2 separate regions of the Mus musculus genome follow, and region 2 is linked to region 1. The links are chromatin contacts, called in public Hi-C maps. All regions are on one chromosome and are shown on one strand. The core of a region is the stretch at or near the end of the contact, and the rest is flanking DNA. Distances in the headings are between cores, read along the strand shown.

Region 1 (5,666 bases), core at 542-3,041:
ACCTGAGAACCTTGACTGGGTTACTCTTTCAAGGTTCTGCCGCACGCTTAGTTCTGGCTTTTGTTTTACTTGGCACGGTTAAGTTGATTTGTTAGCCTACTCCTAGTCCCTTACTTATGTTTGGATATCAGTGGGCATACCAGATATTGTCACCTAATCCTGATTCCATTAAAGGTCAGATGCGTTACCTCTAGGACACCTACTATGGAACAGTTTCCTTCCTAAGTCCCCTTTTCACATCTTTCATTGTATCCATAAAGCAGGGATATGCCTTGACTATTGATTTTTACCATGTCATTCACCACTGAAACATGGGGCTGAAGATTCTGTCTAGGACCCTAACTCATTGACAAAACAGTTCACTTCTTTGCTAGACAATGAAAGTCCAACCTTAGGTATTTTCATAATCATACCCTAAACCTAAACTTGGATTATGTCAATCCTATTTATTCTGTGTGAGCAGGCCTCTACTGCAGTGAATCATCAGACTTGCCCTCATCTTAGCCTCCAAATGATCCCAGTGTGATTCCAACACACCTTTCTCTGGGGCTTTGAAACTTGCTCTTGAATATCAGCCTATGAGAAGAGAAATTATTTGTACCTTCATGAAGTTTTTCTTACTCAGTAACAAACTCTATGGCCCCTGCTTTTGGTTACACATTTGTTTAAAAAAAAACCAAATTATCCTATTACTAATCATCTTCCTGTTTTAATAATAGCATATTTTCGTAGTATAAAAAATCTGGTTGTTTCAAAGCTTATGTGTGTCTCTTAGGAAACCTTCACATCTCGATTTTACTTCCAGGATCAGGGAAACCATCTATCCAGTTCCTGTCAGACATTTGAGATCTATGCACCTAGTCAAGGAGTTCTTAATTGAATCTGCTGGCTTCAGTCTTAAGTATTCAATGAGGAAGCTACCCAAGAGAATGTCAGTCTTGTTAGACTAGGGAGAGCAGTCTTTAAAGGAGAGGGAGTAACTGTTAATAGCTGGAATGACCTTCAAGTCAGTTGGCCTCAAGTTTCAGGCAGGCAAAGAAAAATGAATGTCAAGCAATCGATAAAGCATCACTTAGAACGGAGACAGAACAGCACAAAGGAGGTCTAGTCCAAAGCAAGTCAAGGCACACTCACGGCACTGTTCAGGGCTTTCATCAGAACCGTCTTCGCAATCAGGATCCCCGTCACACTGCCATCTGTTAGGAACACACTGGCCGTTTTTGCACACGAAGTCAGACTCAGCACACGTCTTCTTTACTATAAACGTTTATTCTCAGAGTTAGAATTAATATCATTTGCCCCAGACCTCAGTTTTCTGATTAAGGTAAAAACCATATTTAAGTATGTTTCCCTTTAAAAACAATGCTGAATCAGCTGACTGATATTCAAATTGTTGGCATCTCTAGGGCTGAGCTCTAGGGAGCTCATCTTTTCTTCATAGGTTTCAGAGGAGGGAGTTATTCATTAGAGAGACTCAGAGGATGAGAAAGTCAAGGAAAGACAAAGGTTGTCCATTGTCTTATGACCCAGGGGTCATCTTAAAATGATCTCATCTGTGTACAATGTTAGCACCATGGATTTCTTCCAACGCATTCACACACTCTGAGGTGTTTTTCCTCCAAGACCATTTTCTGTCCCTATAACAGAACATTTGAGAGTGGACAATTTATAAAGGAAAGAAACTTATTTCAACTCAAGGTTCTGAGCTGGGAATCCTGAGAGCATTCCACCAACACCTGCTTGCTTTGGAGTGTGGCTTGCTTCCTAGGCGACTCTCTTAGTGATTAATCAGGGTCAGGGAAAAAGGATTTATTCTCTCTCGCTGACCTAATCACTTCCTAAGTACCCTACCATCTCTCAACACAATACTATCAAAAATCAGACTTCAACGTGAACTCCAGAAGAGACAAACCATAGAAAAGATTTCCTACTGGATCCTAGGATAACTGTTTGTTATGAAGTATGTGTGTCTTCATAATCTTCACATCTTGAAATCCCTACAGCTCTGTTGTAGGAGGGAGGACCTGAGGGAGGCGAGGCTAGAACCTTCTCCAATGGGATCGGTGCCCTTATTAGAAACATGAGTGCTTGTTTGCCACCCTCCCATCTCTCCTTCTCCTTTCTCTCCTACCATGGGAGGACATGGAAAGAAAACAGCCTTCTGCATTTCAGAAAAGAGGGCTTTTATCAGACACTCTATTTGTCTCTTTGTTTTGGGTCTTCCTAACACCCAGAATCCTAAAATCAAATTTCTATCATTTAAGCCTCTTTACCTATAGTATTTGTGTCCCAGCAGTGAAAACCAAGGCTGCTTCAGTGACAATTGTCACAATGCAGAGGTATGCTCTAGAACTGGATATTGCCACGCTTGCTGGTCTACTGAGGTAGAGGAACTCACACACCAGACAAGCTTAAGCCAATTATAACACTTGTAACAAGTGGTAGGACTTGGAATTCAAAGAGATTTTAGGCTTTCAGCCAAAGTTTGGTTTAACATCAACCAACTAAAAGTCACTGGAGCTGCCAGGACTAAGTCCCATAATTCACAGCTCCCATCAAATAGCCTAAGGCAAAATATCAATTCTACTACTAGAGACTTAGAGTTACGCTACAACTTGCCACCAATTAATTAGACTAGGAAAATAAATATAAACAAAGCAGGCAGTTTGATCACCGTACCCACGAAGGAGTCCCACAATCTGGAAGAGTTTTGCCAAAGTAGCTAGATGAGATACCAACATACTGTGGTTGTCTTTTTAGACTAGATTCCTCCATCCCTATGTGTCTATAATTTCTACTCAAAAGTCCATTTTAAAAACCCCTCTCATCATTTTTTTTTTTGTGTTTGTAAATCAGTCAAAGCCTACAATACTTTGCAAATTTCTAAGAGATCACTGGGCACAAGTGGTTTAAGCTGGGTAGAGGCCTTGAAGGCTATGGCTTGTTCTTATGCCTTTCTTGTTAAGCCTATACACTTGGAAGACAGTCACTTTATAACACTCAGCATGGGCTGGTAAATTATGATGAATCCTAAGGGCTTATTCATATCCTTGAACGTAGCTAAGGAACCATGCAAAGCCATGCCAACTCATAAATTGACCCATTTTTAAAATCATAATACAACGTTAACACAGCAAATACTATACAAGGCCTGTGTTCTCCTGGGCCCATATGGAAACCAAGGCCAGGCTATGGGGCTTGATGCTACAATTCAACCTGTGGTCAGCTCTGTTAGTTGCAAAAGTGAAAACAGGGTAACTGGCCATAAAGAAAGCAGATGATTTTGCAAGTAGAAAATGTCATGATATGAAAGATCAACTGTGCAACAAAGAGTTAGAGCAAAGATAAATATGGACACATCTTCATAGAGATCATCTTTCGCAATTCTGAGCATACACTGTAGGGGCAAAGAAAAGCCTTCAAATTAATACTGACATGCAGATAGAAAGCGTTCCACAGGGGAGGAAAGCCATTGGATACATACTCTGGGAAGTCGCAGAAGCAAGTGGCATAAGAAATCCACACTCAAACTGATCGTAGTAGCTGTCAAGTGCAAAAAGGATCCTCGCGAAAACCGCAACTACAGTCGCGTCAAAGGTTACATGGGGAAGTTGGAAGGAGGCTTCAGAAGTTTTAAGTAAGGGTGTAGTTTTTCCATTCCAGACACACATTTCAGGCTGCTTTTGATAATGCTTACCCCTTTCCTGTTTCCCTCCTGGGAGCCAGCAACAACAAATCTACCTATTGATATATTTAATTTATGCCACCGCAAGAGATCTTGATTCGCTGTTCATTTACCAATTTCCACCACCCAAATCCTCTACCATGTGGCTGGTTGAGAGTACTCATGCAGAAAGGACTTAAAAAAAAGTCCAGTCACTGTTCCTATGATGACCCGGGTGTCTCTGGTGAGCTAGATGATAAAACCTCCTATAATGGGAAGCATAAAAATAGGTGTAAGATGTCCTTTGCTCAATACATGACTTTTTGGTAGCTTCACACCTTACAACCATAAAACAGCTGAAAGTCCCCTTAGTGAGAGATGAGTTGAGAGAACTATAGACTTTAAACAACCTAGAAGTAGCAGGAAACTCGGTGTTCTGCGGTGCAGAGTGAAATCTTTACATTAAAAGCCCACAATGGAGAAGGATAGCACAGGAGAACTAGCCTTGGTCTTGAGACTGGGGACAAGTTTCCCCAGCTGTAGAATGGACTTTCAGAGCTGGCACTGGCACAGAAGCACCCGGGGTCTTGCTGCCTTGACATTTCAAGATCTCTTGAGGTGGGATAAATTAAACACATCTGTCTGCAGCTTTGTTGCTGGCTCCTGGGAGGTAAACAGGGAAGGGATAAGAATGTGTGTCTGAAATGCAAAAACTACACACTTACTTAAAACTTCTGAAGCCACCTTCCAACTTCCCCATGTAACCTTTGACCGGTAGGTACATGGCTGCAATTTTGGAGAGGGCTCATTTTGGCACCTGACAACTACTATGGTCAATTTGAGAGTGGATAATGTCCGTGACAATTTAATGCTGATAAATAAAGAAGCGCTGAAGGAATAACCAACAAGACAGTCAATAAAACCCCACATGGCCTTTATTTTTCTTCTGATCCCCACGTGCTGGAATACACATGTTCCTCCAGCATTGTCTGCACCATCTCTCAAAAGGCAAACGACAATGGTCACACTTCCCTTGCAACACTGTGCTGGGATTTTTTTTTCCATCACAGAACAGAGTAAATAAGTAAACTTCAACAAAATATCCAGGTCCATGTGATGCTGACATACAGTTCTCAGTTATTCTTTATGGCATGAGGTTATGGGGCCAATGCACACAGGCCTTTCTCACCATGACCTTTTTGGTAGGTTCTGATCAATGGTATGCTGTTATAGTCACATTCGTTTGTGAAGGGGAATAGTTTCTACTCTGCCTCATGGTTTTGTAGAAGCAAGTATTGTAAACAAACAAACAAACAAGTAGAATCTTTTTCTGATCTTTGATGCCTGTTGTTGTCTTGTCATTTTTATAGCAGTTAATTAACCTCTGGAATGTTAGGGGATGTTGTAATGTCCAGAGCTTTCTACATTCTTGGATCAGAGCCATTTGTGAATTTAAAGATGTATTTATTTTGTTTATATGCATACGTGTGCATTTCTGCATAATTGTATACCATATGTGTGTCCTCACGTGGATACACAGGGGATGCCCATGGATGTCAAATAAGGGTGTCAGATCCCCTAAAGCAGGGAGATTATGAGCTGTCCAATCTGGGTGGTAGGAAATGAACTCAGGCCTTCTGAAAAAGCTGTAGACAGTCTTAACCACTAAGTCATCCCTCCATCAAATTCCCCCATTTGCGTATTTATAAAGTTACTTTATGCAGTCTTCTGCCTGCTTCTATGTCTGGTCCTCTCTTTCCTTTCTCAGTTTCCAGCAGCACATTTTTCTGAGGTATGATAAATCAGATCTCGTCATTTGAAAGAAATCCCTCTTGGTAGTCAACATTCTATATTCAAGGTGATTTCCTCATGTCAAGTATTCAATTCTATTCCTCTAGACCAGTCTAGATTCATTGGACTCTGATTCACGGTCATACTCCAGTGAGTTTTACTTACAGAATCTCAATATATTTGCAGAGGCTAGAAGAACATGTGCACATTA
Region 2 (6,089 bases), core at 3,569-6,068, 98 kb before region 1:
TGTGTAAAAGAAATGCGTTCAGTTTTCGGCTGCTGTGTCTCCATTGCAGTGCTTGGTCCACCTGAGCCTAGCTTTCTGTACATGTCTGTGTGTCTGTCCTCTCTTCATTCCCTGATGTCTGAGTTAGGTCAATCACTGAGCTCTGCAGAGCACTCTTCTCCTTGATGACAGAGGACTTTGACTCAGTTGGAGCAGTTTTTTTTTTTTTTTTTTTTTGTACAGCAAAAAAAAAAAAAAACAGAAATAAAGAGAAAGAGGAGGACCAATTTTTATTTAATACATAACATGTGCCAGGATGCTAAAGTTTTAAATATGCACAATGTCATTTAATAGCCATCAAAATTGTGAGGAAAACACCATTATTATTTCCATGTTAACAATGTGGGAACAAGTTGAGAGAAATTGTAACCACATAACTATTAGGTCATACCAGATGAAACTGCCAATATTCAATCATGTTTGATGAATGTGTCAACTTCATATGACTCCACAATGTGGAGTACATTGCAGAATCAGCTTTAAAATCAAGAGTAAGCTCATTGTGACTAAGCCTTTGTGAGTGACCAGGGAAACCTTGATAACGCAACTGAAGTATTACATTAAATAATGTTCCTACGCCTGGGACACAGTGAAGCTCACAAAATGTTCTTTTTGTGTGTGTTAATTGTATTCTGCCTGCTGTTCTTACTCCCTGGGGGAGGCAGTGTACAGCTGTCTGAACAGATGTGGTCAGTAAGACTGGGAGGAGGCCTCTTGCTGTTGACTAGGTCCCATCCCAGGAACCTGGAAGGTTCCAGCTTTGTTATCAGTGCCTCCCCCCACACCCCATGTGCCTCCACTCCTGTTTCTCGGGGAATTTCTTCTGCCTTGCAGTTCTAAGTCAGCTCTCTTGTCCAGATCAGAGTGAGTGTTATGATCATTAGGTCTTCCCTGGTCCCTATACCTCGTGATAGCCCAGAAGTTTCACTTCATCATCAAATCCATCCCTGGAGTTGAAGTGCTAGAGAGCTGGGGATGGATGGAAGGGCAGCTGCCTTGTTGACTGTGTTATGTGGATATGTGAGCTGACTGAGTTCACATGATTACTTCTGGCAAGGAAACTGGTTCAAAATTCCTCCTCTCTTTACTTGGCAAGAGGAAAGAGAAGACTCTCTTGGCTGAAGGGTGTGCTGTTTGGGTTTGGTTTTAGGGCTTGGGGAAACTTTGTCTCTAAAAAAACAATAGTATAGGATTATCAGATTTAACAAAGCAAAATGCCAGACTTGTAGATAGATTTGAATTTTAGGAGTATATTCTATGCAATATTTGAGCCATATTTCTATCAAAAATCGCTGCTTATCTAAAATTCAAGTTTGACTCTGTGCTTTTGGCTTGAGTAGGGCTCTCTGTAAGTCAGGTGTGTTGTCACCGTGGCATATAAAGAGCTGAAGTGTTCAGGGCTGATTAAGCTATGAGGCTGTTCCTTCATGAACTATGGGATCAAGGCCCTTATACGATACTTTGAGTCAGCGTTCAGTGAGCTTGCCTTATGCTTTTAGGATACAATCTTCTCTGTAGAATGCACCAAAAAGGCACCATCTTGACTGCAGAGAGCAGTTTGAACCTACAACACAACTGCCTGTGTCTTGATCTTGAAGTTCTAGCCTCCAGAGCTGAGGGATACAAACACTATTTATATTGCTCAATCCATAGAATTCTGTCACAGAGTAAGACACTCTTCTGATTTGTTGTTGCCCTGAAATACCATGACCAAAAGCAACAAAGGGCAAGAGAGGGCATATTTCATCTTACATTTCTTGGTTGAAATTCATCATTAAGAGAAATCAGGGCAAGAGCATGAAGCAGAAGCCATGGAGGAATGATGCTTACTGGCTCACTCTCTGGCTTGTTCCCTGGCTCACATTCATCTAACTTTCTTATATAGCGTAGGCTCACTTGCTAGGGATGATGTCACTGCCCACAGTGGGCTAGGCCCTCAAACAATAATCATCTATAAGTGCTAGTGCTTATCATCAAGCCAGGATTCTTTGCAATCATCAGTCAAGATAATTTCTCACAGACACAGCCATGGTCACAGGACATTCTGATCAGAGCAATCTCTCAATGGAGGTTCCCACTTCCCAAGTGACTCTAGGTTGTATCATATTGACGAGAACTAACCAGCACCAAGGCTGTGACCTCCTAGATTGAGTAATCTTAGAAGAGTCCACTTTGTCCACCCTTCAGGTGCTTTGTCATAATGTAGGAAAGTCATACATTTAGACTCCCAACAGTCTTGTGCCTCAGATGAACCTTGGCTTAAAGCCCAGTCTCACTATTTTAGTGGCTAGGCGAGTGTAGCTGGATCGCTTAACCTCTCTAAGCCTCCATTTCTCCTTAACTAGAACAACCACAGCATCTAACTTAGGGGTGCACTGAGGGTTAAACGAAGTTACAGACTAGATGCATAGTTCCTAACATTTGCCACTGTCAGTAGCACAATTACTCTTATATATGATCCAGATGGGGCAGTTATACCCCAAAAGAATTCTATAACATCACAAGCTCCAGTTATGGGAGCAAATCTCTGAGTGCTCTGTGCAAATGAGCCTTCAATTTCAACTTCAATTTACAGGAGCCCTGTGGACCCAGAAAGGAATTAAAAGAAAGGTTTCAAGGAGAGAAATGGCCCAAGGGGCACTGGTTCCCAACCCTCAGTCTAAAGAGGTCTTCCAGGGCTTGCCATTCAGCAAGTGTTGTGAAGGAGGTTTTACTCTTCCACCTCTCTTCTGGGAAATAAAGAATGGAAGTCTGAGTTAAGTGAGAGGACAGTGGGTGCTTCTTTCAAGGGAGGGAGATATTCACACATACAGAAAAATTTCATGGACCAAGTTTGGGTTCCCATAGTAATTCTAGACAGAGGTTCATCAACATCTAGTAGCATTACTGACATCTAGTAATTTGCAATGCTAGAAGCTACTGGGGTTATCTTCAACCCCAACACTCATCCTTAAGACTTTGTACATTTCCCAATCGAAGAGACCAAGGCTCAAAGGGTTAAAGTAAGTTCTTACACACCATCTAGCTGGTAGATCTGGGATACTGGCTGAGTGGTTGATCTGACTCCAAAACTTATGCAGCTCCTGGTGTGACGCTCCATTCTCTGGAAAATTAAGGGCCCCTCCTCCTGGTTTGAACTAGGGGGAAACGTCTTCCTGCAATTCAAATCTAAATATATGCATCAAGCTAGATGCCATGAGAATCTATAAGAGAAATCTAAGATGTTGCTTCCTCAGAGCCATTTCCAGTACTGACATCATACATCTAGCTAAAGTGCGATGTGAGGCATTTTGAGTTTGGGCTGAAATGATCATTCCCAGAGTTAGAACTTTGAACAGAATGCTCTTTGTGTGTGTTGGCATCACATGCCCCTCTGTTGCCAGGAGGGGACCATAATTTTAAAAGAAGCAATGAAGCTTTGAAATTCATGGGTTCAACCATCCTTGTGTCCTAATGAAGCCTTAATTCTCTTGCCTTGTGGTGGACTGTGCATGACTTTCAGATAAACATTCAGCCATTTTCTTTGTGGCTCTCTGCATAAAGTTGACCTTTCCTCGTTCCCTCCGGATGGCGGTGTACTCGTAAGCTTTGAGCTTGCTGTAGTAATCGGAGAACTTGTTGTAGAGGATGGAAATGGGCATCCCATTGAGAATAATGCCAAAAGCGATGCAGAGGAAGGCAAAAAGCCTGCCCAGGTGGGTCTCCGGGTACATGTCTCCATAGCCCACGGTGGAGATGCTTACCTAAAAGGAAGCAGTACAGAACGGTTAGCCCGAGAAGGGAGTGGAAGAGGAGCCTGTGGTAAAGAGCCCCACCACCCTGTCGGTGCACATGGGAATTGCTAAGAGCTCCCACGGAGGCAGTTTTCAGAGCTGCCTGCAGGACTGTGCCATGCAAGGAATACAAGCCATGGAGCTAAAAGGCTGGTTCAAATCCTGACCGTGGCACGCCAGTGTTTGTATATGCAGCACAGGGAAAGACCTTAAGGAGCTGTAGGAACCTTAAGGAGCTGTAGGAACCTTAAGGAGCAGCCTTAAGGAGCTGTAGGAACAGCACTGATGTAACATATGCTGAATTCCTAGCACGGAAAGTATGCAGTAGTTGTCTTGTTGGCACGCCTCTGCCAGTTGGTGTCAGGACTGTGTTAGGACAGGGGGGTTCCCTGGATTCACCTTCATTATGAATGCCTGAGAAAAAGCTGGAGCTTTGAAGCAAGCAGATCAGTGTTCAAGTCCAGACTGACCCTTCCCAGCTGGCGGACATACACTTAGATGCTGGGACCATCTCTCAGGGTTCTGGTAAAGATGGACTGCAGAAGTCAATACAAAGCAGTGGGCACTGTGTCAGGCACCCAGGATGCTGACTACCTCTCCTATGCTCCCCTCCTCTTTAAAAGGCATAACTATAACACGCCCAGAGCTGTTGTGTTGTTCAACTGGCTTTTCAACGGAGGCCCTTTAATTTGGCACATGTAGAGAAACACACATGAGGGCCCTCAGAAGACCTCATAGAATAGAACTATATTCATCCTTCATGAAACTCCTCTCTTCATTCTTGTCACTCTGTTTTAAATCCCACTAATTAGAGATTTATTTCAGTTAACAAGCTTCCTGTTTAAAATGCAGATCCCCGCAGGACTAGTTACCACTTAGTACAGCCTGAGCCAAAGCCTGGCGAAGACCCCAGGGGACTATTTCTACGCCTCATGTGCTTCCATTGGTCCCTAGATTAAGTCACTAGAAACCTCTTTAGCAGGGCTGGCTGTTGCTTGCAGCGGTAAAACCTTCCTGTTGCCTAACTCTGAGCCTGCTTGCTGCTCCACGTTTGGGTGATGTTTGTCCTGAACTTCCAACAGGTGGCAGTAATTATACAAAGTCACTCCCTTGCCACCCTGAGATGGCCTCCTCTGGCTCAGAGATGTAAGCATCTTTTGTGCTAAGAATATAAAGGTTAGTCTGAACCTTCAAATGTGGCTGATTGATTAGAATGAAATGGAGAGAGGAGTCAGCTGGGCGAAGCCAGTGGCAAAGTGCCACAGACCCATCTGGCCCACAGACAGGGAAAGGTATGCCTCTACAAGCCCCAAGGGGCACTGCTCCATCCCTGACAAGAGAAGTGCCCCCCCCCCCCCAGCTGTAGAACACAAGCAAACATGGCAGAGGCAGGGCAGCCTAGACAGGGTTAAAGAAATAAGGACCATAGCTGACATCTCTGGTCTAAACCGACTTCACATTTGTGTGGGTTTTGGGCAACGGAGCTCAATTCTCTCTTGCTCAGTTTTTACTTTCGACATATAATAGAGAGAGTGATAGTACCCACCTTCTGTGATTGTAATAGGAATCCACAGGTGTGTTTACTGACAGGCTGTAGGGACTCATTCATGAGAGAGACCTGAGGGACCCTGTCTGGAAGCTGGCCCCAGCTCAAGAGAAGCAAACACAAACACTTATGGAGCATACACTCTGTCAGGAACTTGACCTCTTTTGTGTCTACGAGACCCAGAGGCTGTACAAATAGGCTCCTTCAGACTTTGGGTAAATACAGGATGAGGGAGATTTTTGCTAGAGAATATTCTTTCCCCACACTCTGGATAAGGACATAAAGAGCAGCAGAGGCCACGTTACACCTCGCTTCATTTCCATGTCTGTATGTGTGCCTATGTGTCTGCATATGTGTCTTTTTTGGCTGGCCATACCAGAGCCACACCTCTCTCGAGGTTTCTCGTGAGCTTAGCTGTGGTTTTCATCTCTCACTATTACGTACACTCCAAGATGGCCAGTCAACCGAGTCTTCATAGAGACCACTGAAGAGAGTTTGGTTACTGGGACGAGTGATAGGAAGGAGCGGATTTAGAATAAGATACAGCTACAAAGGAGAAGGCCTTGCCCTTGCATCCAGTCAGATACACAAGGGTTTAGCAGTACGTGTGTTGGGAAGCGGCTAGGAGGAGAGAGAGGAAAGGAAGTGATTAAGACAAAGTGTTGTTGTCAAGCTTTTGATAAATTCCCACCCTGGCCCAGCTTCACCCCCAACCTTACTTTCTTTGAGTT

Evidence for each region. Hi-C and Micro-C count contacts between places; a contact is called where the count stands out from the background.
Region 2: a Hi-C map of rod photoreceptor shows a contact between it and region 1, with 2.9 times the contacts expected there. A contact is called at or near these places in 3 of 39 promoter capture datasets (3T3-L1-derived adipocytes, liver and trophoblast stem cells), 13 of 484 Hi-C or Micro-C datasets (the HL-1 cell line, cumulus cells, embryonic fibroblasts and 5 more), 3 of 130 datasets of targeted methods (embryonic fibroblasts, embryonic stem cells and pro-B cells) and 2 of 9 other capture datasets (adipose tissue and pancreatic islet).

What each region holds. Positions count from the first base shown.
Region 1 is chr19:27,230,381-27,236,046 of GRCm38.p6, reverse strand. It overlaps Vldlr (very low density lipoprotein receptor), which reads right to left. Exons shown (of 18, transcript NM_001161420.1): 3 at 1,135-1,257. All of the region lies in intron 3 of Gm35438 (a long non-coding RNA gene), which reads left to right. Among named protein-coding and RNA genes, the nearest start is that of Vldlr, 16 kb to the right of the region's middle.
Region 2 is chr19:27,331,335-27,337,423 of GRCm38.p6, reverse strand. Kcnv2 (potassium channel, subfamily V, member 2) reads right to left here. Exons shown (of 2, transcript NM_183179.1): 2 at 245-3,782. The coding sequence ends at 3,501. Among named protein-coding and RNA genes, the nearest start is that of Gm35554, 10 kb to the left of the region's middle.